Regions from separate parts of the Mus musculus genome. Here all the other regions are linked to region 2. The links are chromatin contacts, called in public promoter capture Hi-C maps. All regions are on one chromosome and are shown on one strand. Each heading gives the region's core, a stretch centred on a gene start, on an enhancer-like site or on the middle of the called end of the contact. The rest is flanking DNA. Distances are from core to core; before and after follow the strand shown. Region 1 holds the start of Aldh1a2 (aldehyde dehydrogenase family 1, subfamily A2). Region 2 holds the start of Mindy2 (MINDY lysine 48 deubiquitinase 2). Region 3 overlaps Fam81a (family with sequence similarity 81, member A). Region 4 overlaps Gm32511 (predicted gene, 32511).

What was found. Promoter capture Hi-C pulls out the DNA fragments that hold promoters and counts their contacts.
Region 1: a contact with region 2 is called in a promoter capture Hi-C map of embryonic stem cells, with 3 times the contacts expected there. The contact joins the promoter of Aldh1a2 here to the promoter of Mindy2 in region 2. A contact is called at or near these places in 4 of 39 promoter capture datasets (embryonic stem cells, hippocampal neurons and stem cell-derived epiblast-like cells), 3 of 484 Hi-C or Micro-C datasets (all in embryonic stem cells), 4 of 115 datasets of contacts at active chromatin or transcription factors (fetal liver, forebrain, large pre-B cells and 1 more) and 2 of 9 other capture datasets (adipose tissue and embryonic stem cells).
Region 3: a contact with region 2 is called in a promoter capture Hi-C map of pre-B cells, with 2.6 times the contacts expected there. The contact joins the enhancer-like site here to the promoter of Mindy2 in region 2. A contact is called at or near these places in 7 of 39 promoter capture datasets (the 3T3-L1 cell line, hippocampal neurons, liver and 3 more), 1 of 115 datasets of contacts at active chromatin or transcription factors (neural tube) and 1 of 9 other capture datasets (embryonic stem cells).
Region 4: a contact with region 2 is called in a promoter capture Hi-C map of hematopoietic stem and progenitor cells, with 2.6 times the contacts expected there. The contact joins the enhancer-like site here to the promoter of Mindy2 in region 2. A contact is called at or near these places in 25 of 39 promoter capture datasets (the 3T3-L1 cell line, 3T3-L1-derived adipocytes, the C10 cell line and 16 more), 10 of 484 Hi-C or Micro-C datasets (B cells, the G1E-ER4 cell line, Th1 cells and 6 more), 9 of 115 datasets of contacts at active chromatin or transcription factors (bone marrow-derived macrophages, embryonic forebrain, embryonic stem cells and 4 more) and 1 of 9 other capture datasets (embryonic stem cells).

The regions. Positions count from the first base shown.
Region 1 is chr9:71,212,056-71,218,535 of GRCm38.p6, forward strand. It overlaps Aldh1a2 (aldehyde dehydrogenase family 1, subfamily A2), which reads left to right and starts at 3,734. Exons shown (of 14, transcript NM_009022.4): 1 at 3,734-3,908. The coding sequence starts at 3,792. It overlaps Gm3458 (predicted gene 3458), which reads right to left and starts at 3,331. Exons shown (of 4, transcript NR_110518.1): 1 at 3,192-3,331; 2 at 1,934-1,984; 3 at 1,645-1,684; 4 at 1-378.
Region 2 is chr9:70,654,127-70,660,480 of GRCm38.p6, forward strand. Mindy2 (MINDY lysine 48 deubiquitinase 2) reads right to left here and starts at 3,048. Exons shown (of 9, transcript NM_172772.2): 1 at 2,147-3,048. The coding sequence starts at 2,920. It overlaps Gm31872 (a long non-coding RNA gene), which reads left to right and starts at 3,545. Exons shown (of 3, transcript XR_379591.4): 1 at 3,545-4,086.
Region 3 is chr9:70,090,212-70,095,832 of GRCm38.p6, forward strand. Fam81a (family with sequence similarity 81, member A) reads right to left here. Exons shown (of 9, transcript NM_029784.2): 8 at 3,280-3,472; 9 at 1-680. The coding sequence ends at 556. Among named protein-coding and RNA genes, the nearest start is that of Gm39369, 10 kb to the left of the region's middle. Within about 2 kb of position 4,355, at least 21 of the 459 cell types and tissues checked have an H3K27ac peak or open chromatin away from gene starts, as enhancers often do. A contact at or near this core is called in pre-B cells, where this site is marked.
Region 4 is chr9:71,177,507-71,183,139 of GRCm38.p6, forward strand. Gm32511 (predicted gene, 32511) reads left to right here. Exons shown (of 6, transcript NR_110517.1): 4 at 675-808; 5 at 1,399-1,522. Among named protein-coding and RNA genes, the nearest start is that of Gm32511, 12 kb to the left of the region's middle. Within about 2 kb of position 1,970, at least 22 of the 459 cell types and tissues checked have an H3K27ac peak or open chromatin away from gene starts, as enhancers often do. A contact at or near this core is called in the G1E-ER4 cell line, bone marrow-derived macrophages and hematopoietic stem and progenitor cells, where this site is marked.

The sequences.
Region 1 (6,480 bases), core at 2,484-4,983, 560 kb after region 2:
ATAGAGGCTCGATGTCCCAGCTATCATTGAGACAAAGGTACCTTCCTGGAGAGGAATCTTTAGGTCCCACTCAGTTCCTTTGTTGATTTAGAAAGCACACTTCTTAATAAATACTTGCATAGTCTTAAAAGCGTCTGCTATGCAGCCCAAATTGTTATGGCTGTATCCCTTAAAGACGACCTTCACATAAAACCCAGGCCTCGAAATTACAACGTTGCGTTCCATGTTTCAGGTGAGGAAATATGAGGCAAGAATTTATTTTTCTCCTCTACAACTCCAGGATATTGGTTCCACGGGGCCTAATAAATTGTTTTCACAAGGAAACAGCATTCTGTAGCTTAGGTTACCTGGTGCAGGAGTTTTCAGATGAGATGTATCCTAAACAATAAATAATTACAGATTGGGGAGGTTGGGAGGAGAAATGTTGTAAGGGTGGGAAAAAATATGTTTAACCAAATCAGCGGCAAAGACCAAAAACTTAGCAATAGGAAGACAGTTTCCCAAAATTATAGAGGAAAAGAGACTGGCAAAACAAGATGATAAAGAAAAAGGAAAAAAGAAAGAAAACATTGAGGAGAGATATGGAGAGGAGGGAACATGGAGGAACATACATCCTGGGGGTCTACAACAAGTAGACTAAAGAAGTATCATGGCTACAATATTCTGTTCCCTGCTAAATTTTGTTCCCACCTTGAAGTGAAGCTGTTAGTCCAAAGGAGGCTATAATCTTGAGTGTAAGATTTGGAGGGGTGGGCTGGTGAGATGGCTCAGCAGGTAAGAACACCCGACTGCTCTTCCGAAGGTCCTGAGTTCAAATCCCAGCAACCACATGGTGGCTCACAACCATCCGTAACGAGATCTGACTCCCTCTTCTGGAGTGTCTGAAGACAGCTACAGTGTACTTACATATAATAAATAATAAAAAAAAATCTAAAAAGAAAAAAAAGATTTGGAGGGGTTTCCAGTCTAAATACAGGAAGGAAAGCATTTGTGCAAATGCTTCAATGTAAACATGCATAGTAAAAGATGGGACAAGTAACAGAACTTACAGAGAAAATGTGCTCTGTACCCAGAGAAGGTAAGGAAGTTTCGTCTACTGGTGGGAGTAGACAGCTACAGTACTTTCGCTCATATCAGCCAATAGGAATGCTTTAATTTAGTGCCTCATGTTGTTTTTGGACCCGAGGAAGGCAGATGGGAAATAGAAGACTCTGGTCCTGTGTTGATCACTTCACTGTCTAATTACAAAGTGTTAAGGGAAAGGGGCCATGAGGGAACAATTCAAACCAGCTGTCATTGAGCACGACCTAGGAGATGACCAGAGATGCTAAGTCAAGACACACTCCCTTACCTTCCAAGATAGAACTCAGTTTATCTGCATCAAGCGTTGATAAATCCTGTGATCCACATACTGACTGGCCTTTCCAATTGCAGGTAGCAAATAAGAAATGGAAGAGTTGGGTCAAAAGTGCAAATTCTGGCTTATGCTTTCAGACACTCCTTCCAGACCATTTTCAGCCATCCGGCCCACAAGATTCCCCCTTTTCTTTCTTCCTCAAAGACTTCTAATGGCTTTTCGGTACTTCCATCATTAAGTTCCCCAGAAGCATTAAGGTTCCCACAACCTGGAGTTAACTGACTTACCAGCCTCGTTTGCTGCTCTTCCAGCTGCAGCCGATGCTCCCTGAAACATTCCCAAACAGTTCTGTTCAGCTGCTGCTGCTGCAGCAGCCTCTGCGGAGGCAGCAGTGCTCCCACCTCTACCAGTGAAGTTTCACTTCCCTAGCCACAAGCAGGGCAAAAGGTCAGCTTCCCTAGATACCCGGCCTCCCACTTAGGTGGAGCACCAAGGTCTTGTCTTTGCTCCACTTTTGAGAGCTGTCCCTCTTACAGACAGTTATCTATAGATCTACAGGAAAGGTGGTGAGCTTACCCAGGAGCAAGGCTCTTCATCTTGTCTTAAAGTGACCTCCAGCATGGTGCCCTGCTTGGAAGATGGGGAAAACACCTTTGAACAAAACAAATGAACAACAACAAAACACCTCAAACAACAACTTCGACAATAAACCAAAACAAAGAACAGCACCAAAAACTATTTTTTTTGCTGGGGTGTTTGCTCTTCCTTCACCAAACCCTGAGATCATCCTCCTCCCCAACAGACTCCTTCCCTCTCTCTCCTTCCCTCCTTCCCTCCCTCCCTCCTTCCTTCCTTCCCTCCCTCCCTCTTCCCTCCCTTCCTCTGTCCCTCCCTCCGTTCCTCCTCTGTACCCCCTTCCCCTTCCCCCCTCTCTTCCTCCCTCGCTCCTTCTCTCCTGTAAGAGAGGATGAACTTGAACTTCTAATCCTCTTGCCTCCATCCAGTGGGATGCTGGGAATTACAGGCATGCATCTCTACCCCAGTTCAAGGTGGTGCTGGCAACTAAACCCAGCGTTCTAGGCAAGCACTCTACCTACAGAGCTACCTCCCCACCATTCTTCTTATTCTTTCTCAGTCTTCTACAGCTTAAATAAAGGCGATTCTTAGGAGTATATTCGGTTATTAAGACACACTCTTTGGCCATAAACGTTCCCTGTGAATAGGAATTTTTCAACTGCCTAAATTAGGCTGTATTGTTGCTCTAGGACGACGACGTAGTGCTTGCTCGGTCACTTTAGGCAGATACCCTATAAAGAGTTCTCGGAGCCTGGAACTTGTCTCACAAATTCAATTAAGACAACAGCATTCTGTCTGCACAGAATCTAAGCACCAATCATTTACGGAATTTTAGTTAATGAACACATCTAAAGTAAGTGTTTTGTAGTGAACAACATGCAAAGAAATGATTGAGCAAGAGCGAAGCAGTTGCTTGGGAGTTGAGAGTCTTCCATAGAAAAACAGGAAGAGTCAGGTTGGATAAGGCTGTGGGATTTTCATGGGGATAGAGGCAGAAAGCCCTATAAAGAGCTATCTATATGGGCTCGTGATATTGGTCCAATGATTCTCCCACGCTATCTGGAGTGAACTGTCTAGGCTACTGATTCCTGATCAGCGCCCATCTTTACTCAACTATAAGGCTGCTTGTAAGACGAGAAGGGATGGAGATGGAAGCTCAACCCGGAGATTCTGACAGGAAGAGCAACAGAAAATCCCAAGTGTTTCCCGGTGTGGATGGGAAGAGGAAAGGAAAGGGCTGGAAGGAGACCATCAAGACCTGGAATATCCAGGCAACCCAAGGCAGATGAAGCCCACGGCCTCAGGCACAACTAGGCCGCGGGGCCGGCAGAGGGCAGCAGTTGGGCTGAGAAGCCTGGTGGGGGCCAGCGCGGCGTCGGCGGTTCCAGAAGGTTCTCCTTGGGAGTGTGGGGAGCATCTATCACCCCACCCAGCGGCCACGCGCCCCTCGCGCCACGCGGAAGGCTGAGCGAAAGCTCTTTCGGGCTGCTCGGGACCCCGGGGGAGGAGAAGAGCGAGTGTTAGGAAGGGCGCGGGGCTCGGCGGGGCCGCGGCTCGGGCGCCTCTCCTCCCGGCCGACCAGCGCTAAGGCTCGCGGGGCTGCCATCGGCCAGCGCGGTCCCGCCGAGGCTGCGCTCCGGCCGTCGAGGCCCCCCCGGGCGCGCCCGCGGGAGCGTGGGCCGCGGACTTGACCGTGCGGGCGCCGCGCGCGGCCGTATGCAAATGTCCTCCTGGGCCGGCCCCCCGCGCCTGTGGGCCGCACGTCCAATAAGAAGCGCCCCCCGCTTGACACCTGCCTATATACAGCGAGCGCGCCCCGGCCGCGCAGCGCCCCGCGCACACCCACCCGTGGCCGCCCATGACTTCCAGCGAGATCGCCATGCCGGGCGAGGTGAAGGCCGACCCCGCCGCGCTCATGGCCTCGCTGCAGCTCCTGCCGTCGCCCACGCCCAACCTCGAGATCAAGTACACCAAGGTAAAGCCGTCCGGCGGACGCTTTCTGGAAGCATCCTCTGGATCCCTTCAGAGGCCGGGGGCCCGGAGGTCGCCTGTCATCTCCGCGCCTCCGCGGGGACCGCGATGCGGGCTTCTCAAGTCCCGCCCCGGTTTAGGGAGCGTCTTGGGAGAACCGGTCCCAAACAGAAGGCAGCGCGGGGATCGCCAGCGGCGGCGGACGGTGGTGACGACCTCGGGACTGCCTGGGGAGGTGGGATTTCCCAGAGCAGACCTGGGTCTGGTTCTGGAGTCCCCTATGACTCTTTAGAGCCGGCTAGGGTCCGGTCCTAGATGTCCCTAGGGCAGAACGAGGCTTAGTTCTGGGGTCCCTTAGAGCTCAGGGCAGACCGGAGTCCGGTTGTGCGAGCCCCCAAGTTTTATCAGAGCAAATGGAGTTTGGCTCTGGGGTCCCCCAGGTCTCCTCAGAGCAGTCCGGGCTCTGGCTTGAGGAGGGTGTTCCCCTGGGTTTCCTCAGAGCCCACCGGGGTGCAGTTCTCCCTGTCCCTCGGTCTCAGAGCAGAGTGGGGTTCACCGCCAGGGTGGCATTGCGGTCCGGTGTCGCCCCGCGGTCCCTCGGGTCCGGAGGTGCGCGGCCGCGCGGGCTTATCTTCCCTCAGAGCGGAGTCGCTGAAGGGTTGTCAGGACCGGAGTCCCACAGACTTCGCGGGGACCTGGCCGAGACGCAGTAGGTCTATGCCAGGATTTCCTCGGGATTTTGTAGGCAATGGACATTTTAGAAAAAGGGAAAATAACTCAAGTCACATAAATTAGCGAGCTCACTTTTGCACTGATAAGCCTAATGATTTTTTTCCTAACGAATTCTGACATCTTAGTTTGTCAAGCACGAATTATTGTTGTTAAACTGCATTAAAAAGCAATACACGCCTGCTGCCCCATGTGACTTGATCCCCTACCACTCCACCGTTCTCAGGGAAAAAAAATCCACGGGGGAAATTTGTGAAATACATACACAAAGGGATTGAATGTTATAGCAAAAAGGCGACTGTAGCCTTTAAAGCCACACTTCTTGAGAGTTCATTTTAGAATTTTTTTTTTTAATTTGATTTTCATTCCTACCGCAAACTCTCGCCAGTTAACTGCAGCGCGCGCACACGATACAGCTGATAAGTGTTCCATCGCGGGCATTACACTATACGCGAAAAGCAGAGAAGTTAAGTTGTTCGCATGTGACAACTGTTACGGTTGAAAGAGAAATGCAAAAACATCGTTTCTGAATTTTTGTTGCATTGAGTTTCAGAATAAGGATTTGTAGGATTCGTATTTTTGAATGTGGATTTAATGTACCTGTTAGCTTTTAGATGGTGTGACAAATTTTTGAAAGCCATTTTAATGAGAGGTCGTTAATGGTTATAGCCCTCTAGGCATTGTTTGCATAACAATAGTGCCAGTGTGTGGCACATCTCCGGGTTTAGGAACAAGCCAGGGAAGCCTGCACATAAAAGTTTTGTTTTATGAGGGTCCCTAACCTCTTCAGATGCGCTTTAGAGATCTTAAAAGGCAAGATCCACACGTGATTCCGGGGGTTTGTTTTACACTTACTTTTGATCAGATTATCTTAACAGCCCCTGAAAGTCTGCAGTAGATATCTTTTTTCAGAATTTCATTTGGAAGCTCCTCCAATTCTCCTTTTCTCTAGCCACCCCCTCTCTTCTCTCTCTTGTTCTACCCCAGTAGGAAAGACAACTGATTTATAGCTAATTGGAGCCTTTAATGTCGGAGTCTTTTTAGCTCCATGAAGACTTTTATCCAGTATCCACTTTCCCACTTATTACCAAGAAAAACAATCAGAAATGAAATAATGGATTGTAACTTGATTCTTTAATTTGTGGGGAGGAGGCGCCTTATATTTTGTCTTGACAAACAACCCTCATAAATGGTGGAGTAACACACATTACAGGCGAGCTCTTTCACAAAAACTTGTAAAATCAGGTATCTGTGAACGCTCCCAGCAGCTTCTGTGCTCAGCTCTTTAGTTAGACTTCTACACTTTCTAAGACAGGAACTGCGAACAACCCGTTCTAGTTCATTTTATTTTAACAGAAAGAACAGAGTGACTGCTCTTTTGGTAGCCTAAGTTTTTTTTTTTCTTTTCTCTTCAAAAGAGAGTTGGGAGGTCTTTTAAAAATTCATTCATGATCAAAAGTGGGGAGAAATGTATTAGCAATTTCAAACAGAGCGATGAACAAGGTAGATGGGCAATCCTTTAATGCTATTATATTTGTTAGGAAAAATTTAAAAGATATTATGCCTTGGGAATCTGTTGAAAAGGAGGAAACAAAACATTTGCATCAAATAAAGGTACTATGCAGCAAATAAATTTATAATTAATTTTGTCTTGTTAAACATGTTCTTATTGAATGACACTATAATATGATTTTTCTATGTGATTTGACAAGAATATAAACTAATTAGTGATCAACATAACTGGTCAGATTATGAGAATTTTAAAAAATATGTTCTTAGAATATTTTGCATTTGTGATCCTGCACTTATCTGCCATTTTCATCCTTTTACTTCTTGTTCCAAGGGAA
Region 2 (6,354 bases), core at 1,798-4,297:
AGAAAAGGGACTGGGAACCACAGATTTCAAGATAATCTTCAAATTCATTAGTGTGGATACTTTTCACAGACAAACCAAACCCATCAAATTTACTTCTTGTTATGACCCTTTCTTTCTCCTCTCCACTGCATTTCAAGCTCTCTCTGATCTTTCTTCAAATGCACCCTTTTGTTCAGAGGCCTCATCTCATTCTATCTTCAGAGCTGATTGCCTTTCTCATCTCTGAAGCCTTCCCCTGAGATCCCCATCCCCAGCCCCCCCCCCAACCACCACATAATTTTTTACTTCCTTAGACTATGAGCCCTGTTCATGTCGCTCTACAATTACTCCTTATGTCTGCCTCTTTACCATATACTGAGCTACTGAAGGGCTGATGCACTCTACTGTCTTTGCATGTATAATGTCTTCCACAAAGCCAGAACCCAAACATGTGGTCACACAATTGGGATCTGCCTTTCAGAGTCAATTCAAGGCTCATATATCCTCAAAGTAATCCAGGCCATGGTGACTGCTCCGCCTACTGTGAATGTGGGTGGCACCATTCCATGGGCTGCAGGCTTGGACTAAATAAAAAGGAGGAATCAAACTGAGCAGTCGTCTCTCTGCTCCCTGACTATGAATGCAATGTGACCAGTGGTCTCAAGTGCCAGCTTCCATGGCTTCCCCGACTAATGGTCTGTACCCTCAAACTGTGAGCGAAAATAAACCCTACCTTAAGTTGCTTTTGTCAGGTATTTTGTTACAGCACTGAGAAAAGTAACTATGCCAGAAAACTGGTACTCAGGAATGGAGCCTTTGCAATGATAAACCTGACAATGTAACTCTTAGACATCTTGAACTGGTTTGTGGGAAGAATGTGGAAAAGTTTGGAACTCTCTGCTAGAAAAGCCCTCGAATGCTTTAAGCAGAGGTTAATCAAAATAATCTTCCAACTCATTAGCATGCATGCTTACTTCTTAACAGACTAATCCAGATGACTGGAACCCAGATGATTCCATCAGGAGCCCCGGATACCCAACTTAGTGCTGCAAGATTTGGTGTTGGAATCTCTCCCTCACTATCCATCATAGTTCTTCATAACTGGTTAGCATAATTCAAACTATTCTTCTTCTAGGGAGCATTTTAACTATAAGTGGAATCATCAATTTGAAAACAGGTGCTGAGATGCATCCTCTCAAAACCCAGATACTGCAAGCTTAAATATGACACTATATTCTGAGGCCTCAATACACTTGCCCTTCCCTTCCTGTTCTCCAAGACCTTAGATTTATCATTCCTTATTTTAGTTGTTAATAGTTTTAGCTTCCTTAACAAACATTCTAATGTACAGTTACTAGTAAAAATGCCAAACCTTTGAAGTAGAGTCAAAGAAACAAGGAAAGTAAAAACAAAAACAAAAAATCATACACAAGATGAAAATACTGTCTTTGGAAACAAGTAATTTATGGTAAGTAGGCTCAGACCAATGCTTTTCCTTAAATGGAATTTGTCTAAAAAGTTGTATCTTTCCCATCACTGTTCTTTCATGCATCCACACCACAGTGGGACAAACAGCCTTTTCCAGAAAACACGCAGATAAAATCATTAAAACTTACTCCATAATATAAGATTGATAGTAACTGAAGATCAATCACTGTTTCCAATTTTCACTGTTTTGCATATGTAATAATGTCAGTAAGGAATAATATAGGCAAATATAGCTAAAAATACTCAGAAGATGTAAGTGCAGGGTGCTCTGGATTCTGCTTGTTTATAGGTAAACCATCAGTTACAACCTTTAACCGAATGTTGAATTTTTAATACAAAAAAGACCTTAAGTTGGGGGCAATTCTTCCTGACATGTTGCCACATGAATAATCTTTCAATAAAGAAATCCTGGAATTAATTTCATGTAATAAGAGACTGTTAGATATAGGGGTGCATGTCTGTAAACCTAGCACTCTAGAGGCTGTAGCATTAAGATCTTAAACTGTTCGAGGACAGTTTAAGCTACACAGACAAACCTTGTCTCAAAAAAAAAAAAAAAAAAAAAGGAGGAGTCTGATGAATGGAAGGAAGCCATCAGCTGACAAACAGCAGTTTCCTCACCCCATTTTGCCCCTCCCCACCCCACAAGCTGTAGGAAGTAGAAAGCTGCAGAGTGTACCTTCCAGGCGAGAAGCAAAACATTGAGGATGGCCAGCAAAGGGCAGGGTCCATTCTCATTCTGGGTGATGATGGGCGTGTTCTCCTCTTTCCACTGGATCCATTTGATGTGATACACCGACTGTCCGGGAAAGCGTTCTTTGGAGGCCGCTAGCACCTGAGCCGGGTCCTCCTCCTCCTCTTTGCATAGAGGTGCAGCCCTGGGCGGCCCCGCCGCGCCCTCCTCCACGTCCTCGGGGACCCTGGTCTCTGCTCCCTCCTCACTATTGAACTCAGAGCTACTGGGGAAAGAATGCAGGTTGGAGAAAGACTCCAGGGAGTCCAAGCTGGGCGAGTCCCCAGGGGGGCTCGGCTCGCTGCAGCTGCTGCTCGGGGCGCCGGTGCTGCTGGGCTCTTCCGCCGCCTGCTCCACCCTGCAGGTGCCCGTGTCGCCCACTGGCCCCGACCCTCGGCCCGCCGCGGCCTCGGCCAGCTCCGGGGAGGCGGTCACCTTGTGCTGCCCTCTTGAAGGCACCTCCGAGGCGGCAGGGCTCGACGACGCGCCGTCCTTCAAGTCCGAGCCCGCGCCGCATCCGAGCTGCGAGGGGGACGTCGGGTCCCCGAGGCTGCTCCGCGCTGCCGCCGCCGCCGCCCCCTGCCCGCCGCTGTCCACCGCGCGTCCAGCGGGACCATCCTCAGCCTCGCGCCCGCCGCGCCGTCGCCCTTCCGGCGGCGACACTCGCCCGGCCGCCACCCCTAGTTCCAGAGGCTGTGGGCTGTCAGGGCTGTTCTCCATCCCCGGCCGCCCGCCCCTGGTCCTATAGACACCGCGGCCGGCTCTCCTCAGCAAGCGCCTCCGACGCCATGACAGCCGCTCTGTAGCAGCTCCAGCGCCCTAGCGCGGCCTCGGCCAGGCACGTCACCGTAGAGGGCGGCGGGAGCGCGCGCGCGTGCCCCCGCCCGCCCGCTCGGAGCGTGCCTCCGCGTGACTGCGCTCGTTGAAGCGCCCGGACCCACTCGGGGAGCGCTTCTCCCCCGAGGCCACGCCCCTCCCGCGCGTTCAGGCTAGGGAAGGCAGAGCGAGGCCAGGGGCGTGGCTGAGGGCGTGGTCAGGGGCGCGGCTCGGAGAGCCGCAGCGCCACTAGGAAAATAATCTTGTGTGTGCTGCCGGAAGTTGAACTCCGGGGCATCCCCGCTGCGCGCGGTTACTTTAAAGGCAGTGGCTGAGGCTTGTAGGGAGTGTGGTCTACTTTGGGCTTGAGCCTGGTGGACCCCGAAAGTGGTAGTAGCATTGGAAGACAGCCATTCCCTGAAGGCCTCGGGAGAGCTGGCTTTTTCTTTTCTTTTTTTTTTTTTTTAGCTTTTAATGTTGAGAATTGGAAGCATTTCTTAGGAAATGCAAATTTGAAAGGCGAGTTCTGTTGGAGGCTTTTGGAAGACTGCGCAGTACAGGGACAACTCTCCCTGGGTTTTGGCTGAGAATCGCTGCGCTCCCAACCAGCTACTGGTTTGCCTTGCCGGAGGTTCAATGAGGTTGTGGATATTGGCCTACGCCCCAGGCGAGAGGGTAAATTTGGTCCAATAATAATAAATCAGTTTGCGTTTGAAGCAAGCCAAGTCTTTGCGGTTCTGTTCACTTGGCTTCTCTTTGCACAGAGTGGGAAGCTTCTGCTTCCCGAAAAAATGACTTTTAAAATTAGAATTGACTTCTCATCAGGGCTTGACATCTGCATAGAGGATGGACAGAGTTGCCTGCAACTTTTTTTTTCTATTTATTTACTTACTTATTTATTGGCAAGAGTGGATATAGATCATCTAACCTGCTCTGGAAAAGTGGGGTGTTTTTTTTTTTTTTTTTTTGGTTTTTTTGTTTTTTGGTTTTTTGTTTTTTTTGTTTTTTTTTTTTTTCCTGGACCCTTCCCTCTTCAAAGTTGTCTGAGAATATAAAAATGAACAAGACAGGTGGGTCTTCCTTTAGTATCAGGTATACAAATATATGGTGCATCATGGATTGTTACACTTCTGTCCTGCTACTGGTTAGAAAAGTAGACAAATTAATGCATTATTTTGCTCATTCATGTGTTAGCACCAAGCATGTTACTGAATACTGTGTTTCACACTAAAAATATCACTATTATCTTCTCAGAAATGATGATCTCTTTCTCGGCACTCTCTTCGACTTCTCCCTCTTTCTTCCCACCTCCAACTCTCTCCTCCCTTCCTTTCTTTTCTTCCCCCCCCTTTCCTTTTTTTTTTTTTTTTTTTTTTTTTTTTTTTTTTTTTAGGGCTGGGGCTCAATTCATGTATGACAAACACTCTACAGAGCCCTCTACTACTTTGCTTATCTTATTTCACTTTTGTTTTTTGAGACAGAGTCTCAATTTGTAGCCCTGGCTGGCTCTGCCTCTCTTCCAATTTGAGAGTCTCACCCTGTGTCTTAGACTAACTGACCTGGAATTCACAGCAATCCTCTTGTACTTTTTCTCCCACTCCAATTTTGAGATTATAGATGTGAACGCTGTGTTTTTAAGACTGGAAGTTATCTTCCTTTCTTTCTTTCTTTCTTTCTTTCTTTCTTTCTTTCTTTCTTTCTTCCTTCCTTCCTTCCTTCCTTCCTTCCTTCCTTTCTTTCTTTCTTTCTTTCTTTCTTTCTTTCTTTCTTCCTCCCTTTCTTTCTCTCTCTCTCTCTCTCTCTCTCTCTCTCTCTCTCTCTTTCTTTCTTTCTTTCTTTCTTTCTTTCTTTCTTTCTTTCTTTCTTTCAATTGAGGTTGGGTCTCACTATGTAGTGTAGCTAGCCTGAAAGTTGTTATGTAGGCCAGGCTGGACTCAAACTTTCAGAAAATTGCTTGCCTCTGCTTCCCAAGTGCTAGAATTAAGGGCATGTGCCACCATGCCAAGCAAGATCGGCAATTCCTGAAAACTGGAAAAGTTAGAAAAGATAATGGAAAGTTTTTTCTGAGTGTTGAATTTTGGAGTTCATGTTGATCCATAAGCAATAATTCCTGCCATCACCATTGAGATTTTTCTTTTTCTTTTTTTATTAGATATTTTATTTATTTCCATTTCAAATGTTATCTCCTTTCCTGGTTTCCCCTCCGAAAACCCCATATCCCCTCTCTCCTCCCCTTGCTCACCAACCCACCCACTCCTGCTTCCTGGCCCTGGCATTCCCCTATACTGGGGCATAGAACCTTCACAGGACCAAGGGCCTCTCCTCCCATTGATGACTGACTAGGCCATCCTCTGATACATATGCAGCTGGAGCCATGAGTCCCACCATGTGTTTTCTTTGGTTGGTGGTTTAGTCCCAGGGAGCTCTGGGGGTACTGGTTAGTTCATATTATCGTTCCTCCTATGGGTCTACAAACCCCTTCAGCTCCTTGGGTCCTTTCTCTAGCTCCTTCATTGGGGATCCTGTGAGCATCCACTTCTGTATTTGTCAGTCACTGGCAGAGCCTCTCAGGAGACAGCTCCTGTCAGCAAGCACTTGTTGGCATCCACAATAGTGTTTGGATTTGGTGGTTGTATATGGGAAGGATCCCCAGATGGGGCAGTCTCTGGATGGTCATTCTTTCAGTCTCTTCTCCAGACTTTGTCTCTGTAACTCCTTCCATGGGTATTTTGTTCCCCCTTCTAAGAAGGAATGAAGTATCCAACTTTGGTCTTCCTTCTTGAGTTTCATGTGTTTTGCAAACTGTATCTTGGGTATTCCAAGCTTTTGGGCTAAATCCACTTATCAGTGAGTGACCATCATGTGTGTTCTTTTGTGATTAGGTTACCTCACTCAGGATGATATCCTCCAGATCCATCCATTTGCCTAAGAATTTCATAAATTCATTGCTTTTAATAGCTGTGTAGTACTCCATTGTGTAAATGTACCACATTTTCTGTGTCCATTCCTCTGTTGAGGGACATCTGGGTTCTTTCCAGCTTCTGGCTATTATAAATAAGGCTGCTATAAACATAGTGGAGCATGTGTCCTTATTACATGTTGGAGCATCTTCTGGGTATATGCCCAGAAATGGTATTGCTGGATCTTCTGGTAGTACTATGTCCAATTTTCTGAGGAGCCACCAGACTGATTTCCAGAGTGGTTGTACCAGCTTGCAATCCCACCAGCAATGGAGGCATGTTCCTCTTTCTCCACATCCTCACCAGCATCTGCTGTCACCTGAGTTTTTGATCTTAGCCATTCTGACTGATGTGAGGTGGAATCTCAGGGTTGTTTTA
Region 3 (5,621 bases), core at 3,105-5,604, 560 kb before region 2:
TCTCCCAGTGTTAAACTTCTTCTCTACAAAAGACAGGTGATTTACAAAAAAAAAAAAAAAAAAAAAACCCAACATTTAAAAAAAAAAAACCATATAGACAACAAAAATACAATCCAGATGTGGACTTAAAGCTGAACTCTACCAGGACTTCTCTTAATGTAGGGTGAGGGGCAATACATACCTGTAGCAACTCATTCACTTTTTAATCAAAAGAAAAATCACCATGGTGGGTTTTTTTTTTTTTTCCAAAATAGTAGTCTTGGCTAGAGCATCAAGCATTGAAAATAAATTCTTTTCATTCATAAAAGCCTTTCAAAATCTGAGGGAATCGGGCTCAACTGCACTTAGGGAAATAACGTTGTAAAAATTGTATTTACGATTTTAAGTAAAGGGTGTTTTCAAGACTGAAGGTAAACGCTTAGACCCATGAGAGCGCATTTCTTGGCACATGCACACCCTGGATGGGATCCGGAACATAGCCACGATGTGGCTGCAGAGCCATCTGGCTCTTAGCCCCACGTGCAGTCTCCTGTCAGGTCCTTGTCCCAGCCGTCTTCACATGGCGGTCTCTGGCTTCTGCATCTGCTGGATCTGCTTCTGAAGTTGGTCCCTGTCCAGCTTCATCTTGGCCTCCAGCACTTGTCTGAGGGACCCTATGCTCTCATAGATGGCTGAGAACCCTTGAGGAAGAGGCAAAGGTCACAGGAGTTAACAGCTAAGAAGCAGTGTCTGACCACCTTCTACAGCAATAGTGCCGATTGGTTCTGACCGATACTGAGCCCTTGGGTCAGTGCTGCATGGGAACCTCCATGAAAATTGTGTTTTAGACGCAAAGGGCTCTACTGCAGTCAAGAAAGACAGTAGATGCAGATTTAACCAAGTGACCAAAGCTCACACCACTATCACCAGGAGAAATCACAGCATGTATCTGCTGATCAGATGGCCGGAGCAGGGCGTCTGTCCATCCCGCCGTTCCAGGTTATATCATAAGAAAGTAATCAAACTGCACCTGGGGAACTTTCTGTAAAACACTGCCCTGTAGTCTAAAAATACCAGGTTCAGGGGCTTCTGTGAGTCAAGAGAGCACCAGGCCTTAGGCCTCCAGTTCCTATGGCCATGGCTCTCAACCTTCCTAGTGCTGGGACCCTTTAATACAGTTCCTCCTGTTGTGATTGGTGAGCCCAACCATAAAATTATTTTGTTGCTAATTCATAACTGTAATTTTTCTATTGCTATGAATTGAAATGTAATGTCTACAGAGTGAGTTCCAGGACAGCCAGGGCTGTTTCACAGAGAAACCTTGTCTTGACCCCCCCCCCCCCAAAAGGCCAGTTTTTATCTGCGCCCCGAGCTAAGGCTGTCCCACAGCTCTCCACACCCAAACCCTGCCCGGAGAGAGCTGGGAAAAAACCAAAACAAAACAAAAGAGCAAAATTCATAAAATGAGATCTAATTTATGTGGTAAGGGAAATTCTAATATATTGTCTTTGGGTCTTTGATGAAAGAGTTGACTCAAGATACACATGAACACTCATAAACCATACACACGTACATAGGCACACATATAAAAACATATCTATATCTATGCATATAGATATAGATATAATGCACACAACATACACAAACATACATGCACCTCCCATGTGAGATGATGGGTAGGTTAATTTGCATGAACATAGCAACCATTTTGTGTTATGAACCTTAAATATACAAATAATTATTTTTTTTTTTTTTGGTTTTTTGAGACAAGGTTTCTCTGTATAGCCCTGGCTGTCCTGGAACTCACTTTGTAGACCAGGCTGGCCTCGAACTCAGAAATCCGTCTGCCTCTGCCTCCCGAGTGCTGGGATTAAAGGCGTGCACCACCACGCCCGGCTACAAATCATTTTTAATTTAAAAATTAATTGAGGACTGGAGAGATGTGTTGGTGGCTGAGCTGGTTAATTTTGTGTCAACTTGACGTAAGCTTGAGTCAGCAGAGAAGAGGGAGCCTCAGCTGAGAAAATGCCCGTATAAAAGCGGGCTGTAGGCAAGCCTATAGGTGTTTTCTTAATTAGTGATTGATGGAGAGGGCCCAGCCCATTCTGGGTGGTTCTCTCCCTAGGCTGGTGGTCCTGGGTTCTATAAGAAAGCAGGCCAAGCAAGCCATGGAGAGCAAGCTACTAAGCAGCAGCACCCCATGGCCTCTGCATCAGCTCCTGCCTCCAGGTTCCCTCTTTGCTTGAGTTCCTGTCCTGACTTCCTTCTGTAATAAACAGTGATGTGGAAATATAAGCCAAATAAACCCTTCCCTCCCCACGCTGTTTTGGATCATGGTGCTCCATTGCAGCAGTGGCAATCCTAACTAGGACAGTGGCTAAGACACTTTACTGCCCGGTCAGAGGACTGCAGTTCAGAGCCCCACATCAGGTGGCTCACAAATGCGCACACGCACGCACGCAAACACACACACACACACACACACACACACACACACACACACACACACACACTCACACATGTCATATGTAGAAAGGGGTGGGAACAAATCTTACAAATAAAATTTTGATTATGAAAAAGGTTTTGTTTTTTTTTTAAAAAAAGAAGCCATCTCCACCAAAGAAGAATTTCAAATTATTCTGTTTTTTTACTGATTTTTAAAATTAAGGGGTTTTATAATGTTATTTTTTTCCTTAGAAAGTTTTATCTGACAATTTATGAAAAAGTATAAAAATTATTCATTAAAAAAAGTTTTGATTGGGGCTGATGAGATGGCTCACTGAGTAAAGGCGCTTGCTGCCAAGCCTGAGGGCTTAAGTCCCGTTGCTGGGCCCCACAGAACTAACTCCACACGCATGTGCCGTGTGCATACAGCCAGCGATGCTGAAGAAGCTCTCAGACGTGCCTCACATGTACACGAACAGAGAGGAATCAGCAGGTAGCTAGCGCTGACGAAAATAAGAAAATGTCAGTCATGTGCGGGTTAACCATTTTTTGTTTGCTGTGTGTCATGGAGGCTCTTCATAGACTTGCAATTGAACTAGTACTTTAGGGCTGGGAGTATAGTTCCCTGGTAGCACGTGCTTGTCTAGCAACTGTGAGGTCCTGAGTTCAATTCCCACCGCTATAATAAGTAAATAAATGAATGAATTTGTTAAATTCTGCACAGCTACTTAGAATAGCAACTAGGAACATTTTGCTGATTTTTTTTTTTAAGCCAGCTCAGTCTCTGTTTCAGAGATTTCAGTGAATAGCTTTTTAGACAGACAAGCCACATGAGCTGCGTGGGGTCTGGCCTACCGGCATTAACCTCCGCTTTCATCTCCTTCATGTCCTCCGTCATCTGTAGCTCCAGCTTGCTGATCCGCCCGTGCACCTTCTCCTCGTCCGGCTTTCTCTGTCCTTCAGCATTCCTCTTCTGACTCTCTTCGATTTTGTCAAGCCTGGCCGACATCTGGCTGAGTTTCTTCTCTACGTCTCTTTCATTGGCTCCCTGAGGTCCAAGATAAGAATTGCACTTGGTTATTGCAAAAGAAGAGTGGTCACCTTGTCTCACATCAGCCAGAGGACTCAACCATCTGCAGGCACCAGAATCACAGTGGCTGGTTATCCATCCCGTATCCATTCTCAAAGGTCACCCAGAGTAAAAAAACAAAAACAAAAACAAAAACAAAAAAACTACATTTTATTCTGTCTCCTGAGTTTGGTGTGGCCATGTAATCTAACCAATGAAGTGTAAGAACAAGTGTATGTAGCTGCTTTCAGAAAAAGTTAAAGGACACTTGCTATATATCCTTAATTCTTTCCCCTTCCCTTCTGTCAATGGCTGTTCAGTCAATGCTGGAGTTCTATCAACCATCCTGAATCGTGGCGACAAGTGCTACTCTTGAGGATGGCAGAAATCTAACCTAAAAGGATTCTGAGTTATTGAAGACTGACAAGTTTTTAAGTCATTTGGGGTCCCGGAGAATGCAAACTTGGATGTGTTTCCGTGAGAGAGAAGGAAGCTTCCATCTTAGAAGAGCCACCAAATGGTCAAAAAAAAAAAAACCCAAATGGTCAGTCACAGGCTCAGAACTTCACAAACATGTCAGGGTGAGTCAAGGCACAGCAAAGGAGACAACTGGGGGGAGGGATTCAAAGTAGTACGGTCCACTAGGCCTACGCTTTGTGAAACTGCATCCACAGGTTCTAGTGGTCAAACGACGAGCATGAAGCCTTTCATCAGGTGTGATTTTGCAGCGTGACAGCAATCCTGTGATGGCACTGATGCAGAGCCTGCCACTCAACAAATGGCTCAGCATCAGGACCGAGCAGTCAGACAGGCAAACCACACTGGCCACTTCTGCTCAGCCCAAGCCCCACGGGAGGAAGCCGAAGCCGGACAAGGAAAGAGAACCCAACACAATTTGCCTTCCTAGCACTGGCTTCTAAGCCTACTGGCTTGAAGTGTGATAAATGCAAAGCTCTTTGAAGTTATTTTTTGGTAGCTCTGCAAAAATTAGTTCTTTGAGAGAGCCAGTGGAAGCAGAAGTAGACAGAAAAGGAAATAGTGTGTTCTGGTCTGACGTCCAAGCACACTCTAGTTACAGTGCATTGGAAGGGGCCCGGAGGGACAGAGAGCCACTCGACATTGGTGAAAACAAAAACTAAGTCACAACATTAAAAACAAAGAGAAAGGAGATCAGACGGCTTAGTGGTTAAGTGCACTGGTTGCTCTTCCACCAGACCGGGATTCATTTCCCAACACCCACATGGCAGCCCACAACTGTCTGCAACTCCAGGTCCAAAGAACACCACACCCAACACCCTCACCCAGGAGACATACATGCAGACAAAACAGCAATGCATACGAAATAAAAATAAATAAATCATTAATAAAACAGAAAAACAGATCAAGTAAGTAATTGTAGCTTTACTTAGAAATGTGTGATAGACAATCGGGATCATTTAAGTCAAGGTTGTGACTTAAAAGCGGTAGCTGAAAATTTTACTTTGTCTTTTGTTAACCAATATAAAAACAAAGCATTTCCTGTCTTTATGAATAATATGAAGAACAGGAAATGGGGGGCATGGCTGGGTGGCAAAGTTCAAAATTAACAGATACGACGGTTAGTGTTAATTGTAACAGAATTTAGAATCAACTGGGAGCCAAGCCCCTGGACACGACTGTGGGGAGTTATTTTTATTTGCTTGAGGTGGACAGACCCAGCCATTGTGGGTGGCACCATTCCCTGGTGGGGATCCTGAACTGTGTGAATGGGGAAGAGAACTGAGCACTGAGGCCTGTATTCACCGCTCTCATGGATACAGCACGACCAGCTGTGCTATGTTCCGGCTGCCTTAACTCCCCACTGAGAGGATGTGCGCCACAATCAGCCTTTTCTTCCTCAAGTTGCTTTTTTAAAAAAGATTTATTTATTTATCTTATGTATATGAGTACACTGTAGCTATCTTCAGACACATAAGATTCCATTATAGATGGATGTGAGCCACCTCGTGGTTGCTGGGGATTGAACTCAGGACCTCTGGAAGAGCAATCAGTGCTCTTAACTGCTGAGCCATCTCTCCAGCCCCTTAAGTTGCTTTTGTGAGTGTATTTTCCCATAGCAACAGGAAAAGAAACTGAGATAACAGGTATG
Region 4 (5,633 bases), core at 720-3,219, 520 kb after region 2:
GAAAAGAAATCAGTCTTAATATATAGAAGTCCTATAACTTTTGGCCCATATAAAGATGGTAAAGAAACTCTGAAAAAAATCTCTTATGGAATAACTTACAATCAGCTCTCAGTCCTAAGTAGAACCAATAGAATCTCATACATACAAGGATGAGCAAACATCAGAAAAGAGGGGGCAGAAAGAACAAAAGAGTCAAGAAATAGAGAAGTATATTGAGTGAAAAGTGGACTTCTGCACAGGCCATGGCTCTCACACCCATTAACTCACAGCAGCTATGGTTACCCAAACTAGATCCAGGCAGTCAACATTCCAGCATGGGCTGGAAGAGGGGGTCACATGCTCCAACCCCACCTAGTAGCTACTGGCAGTTGATAGCTGCTGGGGAAGAAAGAAAGTTTTACTTGGGGTGTGGCCAGTGTTAGTTGCCCAAGCTCTCATAGATGGCCCCACATACAAGCATCACTAAACAGACTCAACGAGTGAAGAGGAAGGCGGTCAGAGGTGAAGTTGGGAGAGCATTTGTAGGGGAGGGTTTGGAGGAAGGATGGGAAAGTTTGGATGTGATCAAAGTACATTGATAAATGAAATTTATATTTATGTCAAGCAAAATTAAATTTACATAAAAGAATTAATAGAAATGCTGCATACTAAATATGGCTCTTCTCTGAAAGTAGATTTTTAATCGAGTGGAACTGGTTGAGACTCAATATGTTGTCTTCATGCTTGGCAAGATGGCACTTAAATAATCCTGACTCTCAAAAGTCTGAGGCAGGAAAGTTGAAAGTTCAAGGTCAACCTGGTCTACAGAGTAAGTTCCAAGACAGCTTGGGGTCCATAGTGAGACCCTGACTCAAAGGAAAAATGAGAAAGGGGGTAAGGGAAGGGAAAGAGAGAGAAGGGGAGGGGAGGGGAGAGAAGAAAAGAGAAAAAGAGAAAGAGAAGGAGGAAGAGGAGGAAGGGAGGGAGGGAAGAAGAGAAACAAAGGTCCTGGAAGATGTCTCACATTCCAAGTTCACTCTGGCTTAGAACCAGGATGCCCACTTTTCAGTTTACAGTGTGAAAGGTGGCTGTTTTACTCCTGTTGGCACTTGTGCATGCCTCCTAGGCAGAAAATTCTACACATGTGGGGTCTTAGAATCTTAGAAAACATGGACTGGAACAGGGAACTGGCTGCCTTTACCTGCTCCTCAAAACCTTATAACCAAAGTTCTCCTGTACCTAAAGGCTACTCCCCCCAAAAAGGAGTTACTTCACACTCCATACCTGGGGTTTCTACTTCCTGGTCCCAAGATACATCTTCCCAAAGTTAATGCCTTCCATCTTGGGATTCTATTTCATACTCTTCTTTCCTAAGCCAGGTTTTGACCTTATGAATCTTCTCCTACTTTGGATCCGTAGGTCTCACCTTTCCTAATGCTGCAACCCTTTAATACAGTGCCTTTTGTTGTGATGATCCCCAACCATAAAATTATTTAACTGCTACTTCATAACGGCAACTTTGCTACTAATTATGGGCCATAACGTAAGTATCTGATATGTAAGAAATTTGATATTTGACCTCTGTTAAAGGGTCATTCAATCCCCCCAAAAGGGTTGTGACCCACAGATTAAGAACCACTGCTTTAGATAGTGCTGCTCCTCACAAATCTTGGCAGTCACTATGCCTTCCCATACGTAACCCAGAAACCCTTTGTAACTCACAGTCCAGCATCCTCACTCTCATCACTTTGCCTTGGAGGGGATCCAGACCCTGGCCCAGTTGAGGTACTTGCATTAATTTTGGGGACCTACCCCAGAAAGGAACCAGTTCCCTGGTCATGACAGGCACTCAGGGCAAGCAGTGATGGAGATCTTTTCTTTGCTTTTGAGAGAGATTAAGAGTTCAGGCTTGATCCTAAAGACCCCAGAGTTAGAGACCTTGGTTTCCTCTTTCTCTTCTAGCACTTAGCAGTTATGAAACTTTCAATGGGGAAGAGCAGTTTTGCCCTTCAGTTTCCCCATTTGCACAAAAGAGATTATCATAATGCAAACCTTACAGGCCAGCTCTGTGTAGTAAATTAATTATATAGTCACCATTCATGGGATGCTTAGTACTTACCACATGGTCACGTTTCTTTCCGTCAATACTTTTTCTAAATTCCAAATACCACCCCCCCCCCCACCCCGTGTTATCACGAATGGCAACATTGTGACCTCAGATGTTACAACATGCAAGTGAGTGATTATAGTTTCAGAATAACGCCCTGTTGATACACAATGCAGGGCAGATGAGATTAGATAGGATAAGCTTGTTTTACATTAGTTCCATGCAGATACCACTCAGTTCGATGAGGCACCCCAGAAATACTTTCATAAATATCATTCTGTGTTCCTTTATATCATAGCCAGGAAAATCATGATGTGAAAGGAGGCATTAAAGAGAACCCCCCCCCCAAAAAATGATACATACACAGTTCCTAGAAACTGGACACATGCCTTGCCGTGTTATCACAAAAAGATCTACATTCAAACTCACATCCTCTGGGTTTTTAACAGCTGGGCCCTGTTTCCAGCCTTGTCACTGCATTTAAAGAGTTGGAAAGGGGTTTCTTGGCACTTGCCTAGAATGAAGAACACTAGAGGAGTTTTGCTCTGTGCCAAGATTTTTTTAAGACCTGAATCCATGCTTTCCTTTAGATTGCTTGCTGCACCCTCTTCTGATGGATCTGTGAAACGCAACCTCGGGCCCTTTGGCTCCACTTTCTTCCTTGCTAGCAAAATAGTTCCCAACATTTTGGCCACATTCATAGATGACTACCAGGGGACTTATAAAATTTCTACTAAGACACCATGCGTTTATACAACTCGATTTTCTTTGAAACTAGTAGTTTTCATTAGTATCTTCAAGTATTCTGTGAAGCTGGTCCTTTAGCTTCTTTGGCTACTTTTAGGTTTCTCTTTGAGCCTCACCTCTGGTCTCTGGGTTTCCTCATACTCAACGCCACCCCAACCCCGCCTCTGAGACCTTGAGGGCTGGAACATCATGAAATTTGATTCTGATCTCACATAGCAACTGCTAAACCATATGTCATACCAGGGATTCTAACCCATCTTCCCCCTGAACTCTCATAGAACTTGTCGAGTAGCTAAGCTAGCTGGCCAGTGAACTCCAGTCATCTGTCTGTCTCTGCTTTCCTAGTATTTGGTTTATAAGTACACTCCACCATGTTTAACTTTTTCTTTTTGCGTGTGCATCCTGAGGATTTGAACTCAGGTCCCTGTGCCTCTCTTTTCTGACTGGGCCTTGTCCCCAGCCTTCACCTTACCCATTTCTGGCTGACAATCCTGTTCTCTTGTTCTCCTGGGTCTTAAATTTGGAGTTAAGGGCTGGAGAGATGGCTTGGTGGTTAAGAGCACTGACTGTTCTTCTGGATGTCCTGAGTTCAATTCCCAGCAACCACATGGTGGCTCACAAACATCTGTAATGGGATCTGATGCCCTCTTCTGGTGTGTCTGAAGACAATGACAGCGTACTCAGATGCATAAAATGAATAAATAAATCTTTAAAGAATTTTTAAAAATGTGTAGTGAAAAAAAATGGAGTTAACACTAAGATCTTTGTTCTCATGTTGCACATTGAGCCTCCCCTATAGAAACCCAGATTCACACCATTTCCCCCATCTTATCACTACAGTCTAGACTTTTTTGTTATGTGCATTAGGTATACATTAGAAATAACCTATCAGCAACAAGGCATTTTTAAGATGGGATCCAAATATCCTCTAGCAGGCCTACAGATGACTGCTAATGGACTTACAGAAAGTCTACTATTATTTCTAAGACATTATGCATTCATACAATACAGTTTTCTCTAAAACTAACTGTTTTCATCAGTATCTTCAAGTACTGTGTAGCTGATTCTTTGGCTACTTGGTTGGTTTTTCCACCAAGTATCTTTCTTCCACCCTTCACCCTTTTTCTATCCTTTGTATCCTGTAACACTAGATAAGAGAAAAGAAAAGGTATGGAGGAAAAGAAAGAAATCTCTGAATAAAGTCAGGGGTCAGAAAGAGGACAACATTAACATTAGACAACTTCCTGCTGATTTGAGGCATGAGTTTCTTGGGTCGAGTTTGATCTTTTCCATCAGGATATCTAATTTGTTCTTGTTGTGGTTTCTTCTTTGCACATGACTACTTAACAAACCATGACCAGTAACAACCAACAACAACCAACAACAATCAACAAAAACCAATGACCAACCAACAACCCACCACACCTCTCAGGGCCCTAGTGTTTATATACCCTCTGAAAACTCCCCAAAATTCTAAATGTCACACAATCACAGAAACTATCTGCAGCTGGCAAAATCATGCCCCTGACAGATCGCAAGGCAAACCATAGTCAGCTGCTGTGGACCATCTGGAGCAGCCCCACCCATATCCCACACCTGAGATTAAACAAAAGCACATTCTTACACTATTTCTGTGCTTTTAAGAAAACCAAGATTCAGGTGGGTGGGGGAGCACTCTCGTAGAAGCAGGGGGGATGGGGAATGGGATAAGGGGTTTAACTGGGAAGGGGGATAACATTTGAAAGGTAAACAAATAAAACAACCAATTAAAAAAGGGGGGAAGAAAAGAAAGATTCTAAAATTGTCACTACATTCTCCCCTTCTGTTTAAGCCATTAATCATGCTGGATGTCGCAGGAAACTATAAACAGAGACATTTTCATTGAAATAAGCACTTTTTGGATCAGTGGCCAAGGTTTTAGGAAACCTCTCCTGCTCTGTCTACTGACGTGACCTTGGCTTTGATGTAGGGAAATAGTAGCAGCTGAGCAGCCCCATCATCTGCTTTAAATTGCATCTCTCTTTTTATATAAGCCATAATTTTGATTTCTCCTTTGAAATCTTCATCTATAACTCCTGGATACACAATGAATCCTTGGGAAGTCAATCTACTCCTTCCCAATATTATCTCTACTGTCCCTGTGGGCAAAGGACCATAAACTCCAGTTATTTCATAACATTGAATTTTCGGGGATAGAGTAAGATGTTTATCAATGGGCAAGTCTAGAGCAGCACTGCCTGCAGTAGCATGTGTTAGGTCTCCAATACTTCATTGAGGGTTTTCTGCTGCTTGTTAGTTCCTGGATGACAGGCAAATAGCTCATCTATTTTGCTTTGGAGCCTCAGGCAAGGCCTCCAAGGCTGTTTCCTGATGGTAAGAAATTGCCTCTGTTATCTCCCTTGGACTTACATTCATTGGTCCAATGGCAACCCATGCCATATCACCTGCACACTCCTGGAAGCCTAGGTCTTTCTGGTTTATAGTTAGGAAAAGATGCTTCATTCACAATTTTGTGGCAAATGAACATATTTCCTACAATCATAGCACCAAACATTTTGAGATCTGAGATCTTTAGTGACTTGGTTACAGTCTTTCTGCAATTACTGTATTTCCCAAAATTGAAGCAATGGAAATTGTGATGTTAGAGACCTCTTGCTATAGCTTGAATCTGCAGTACAAGCTAGAACTGATATTGGTCATATCCCTTATGCACTCATACATAGGTATTGCCTGTGCCTTTAATGGTCTAATAACTTTTTTATATTTGATATTCAGATTTTCATATGCCACTGTCTCTAGC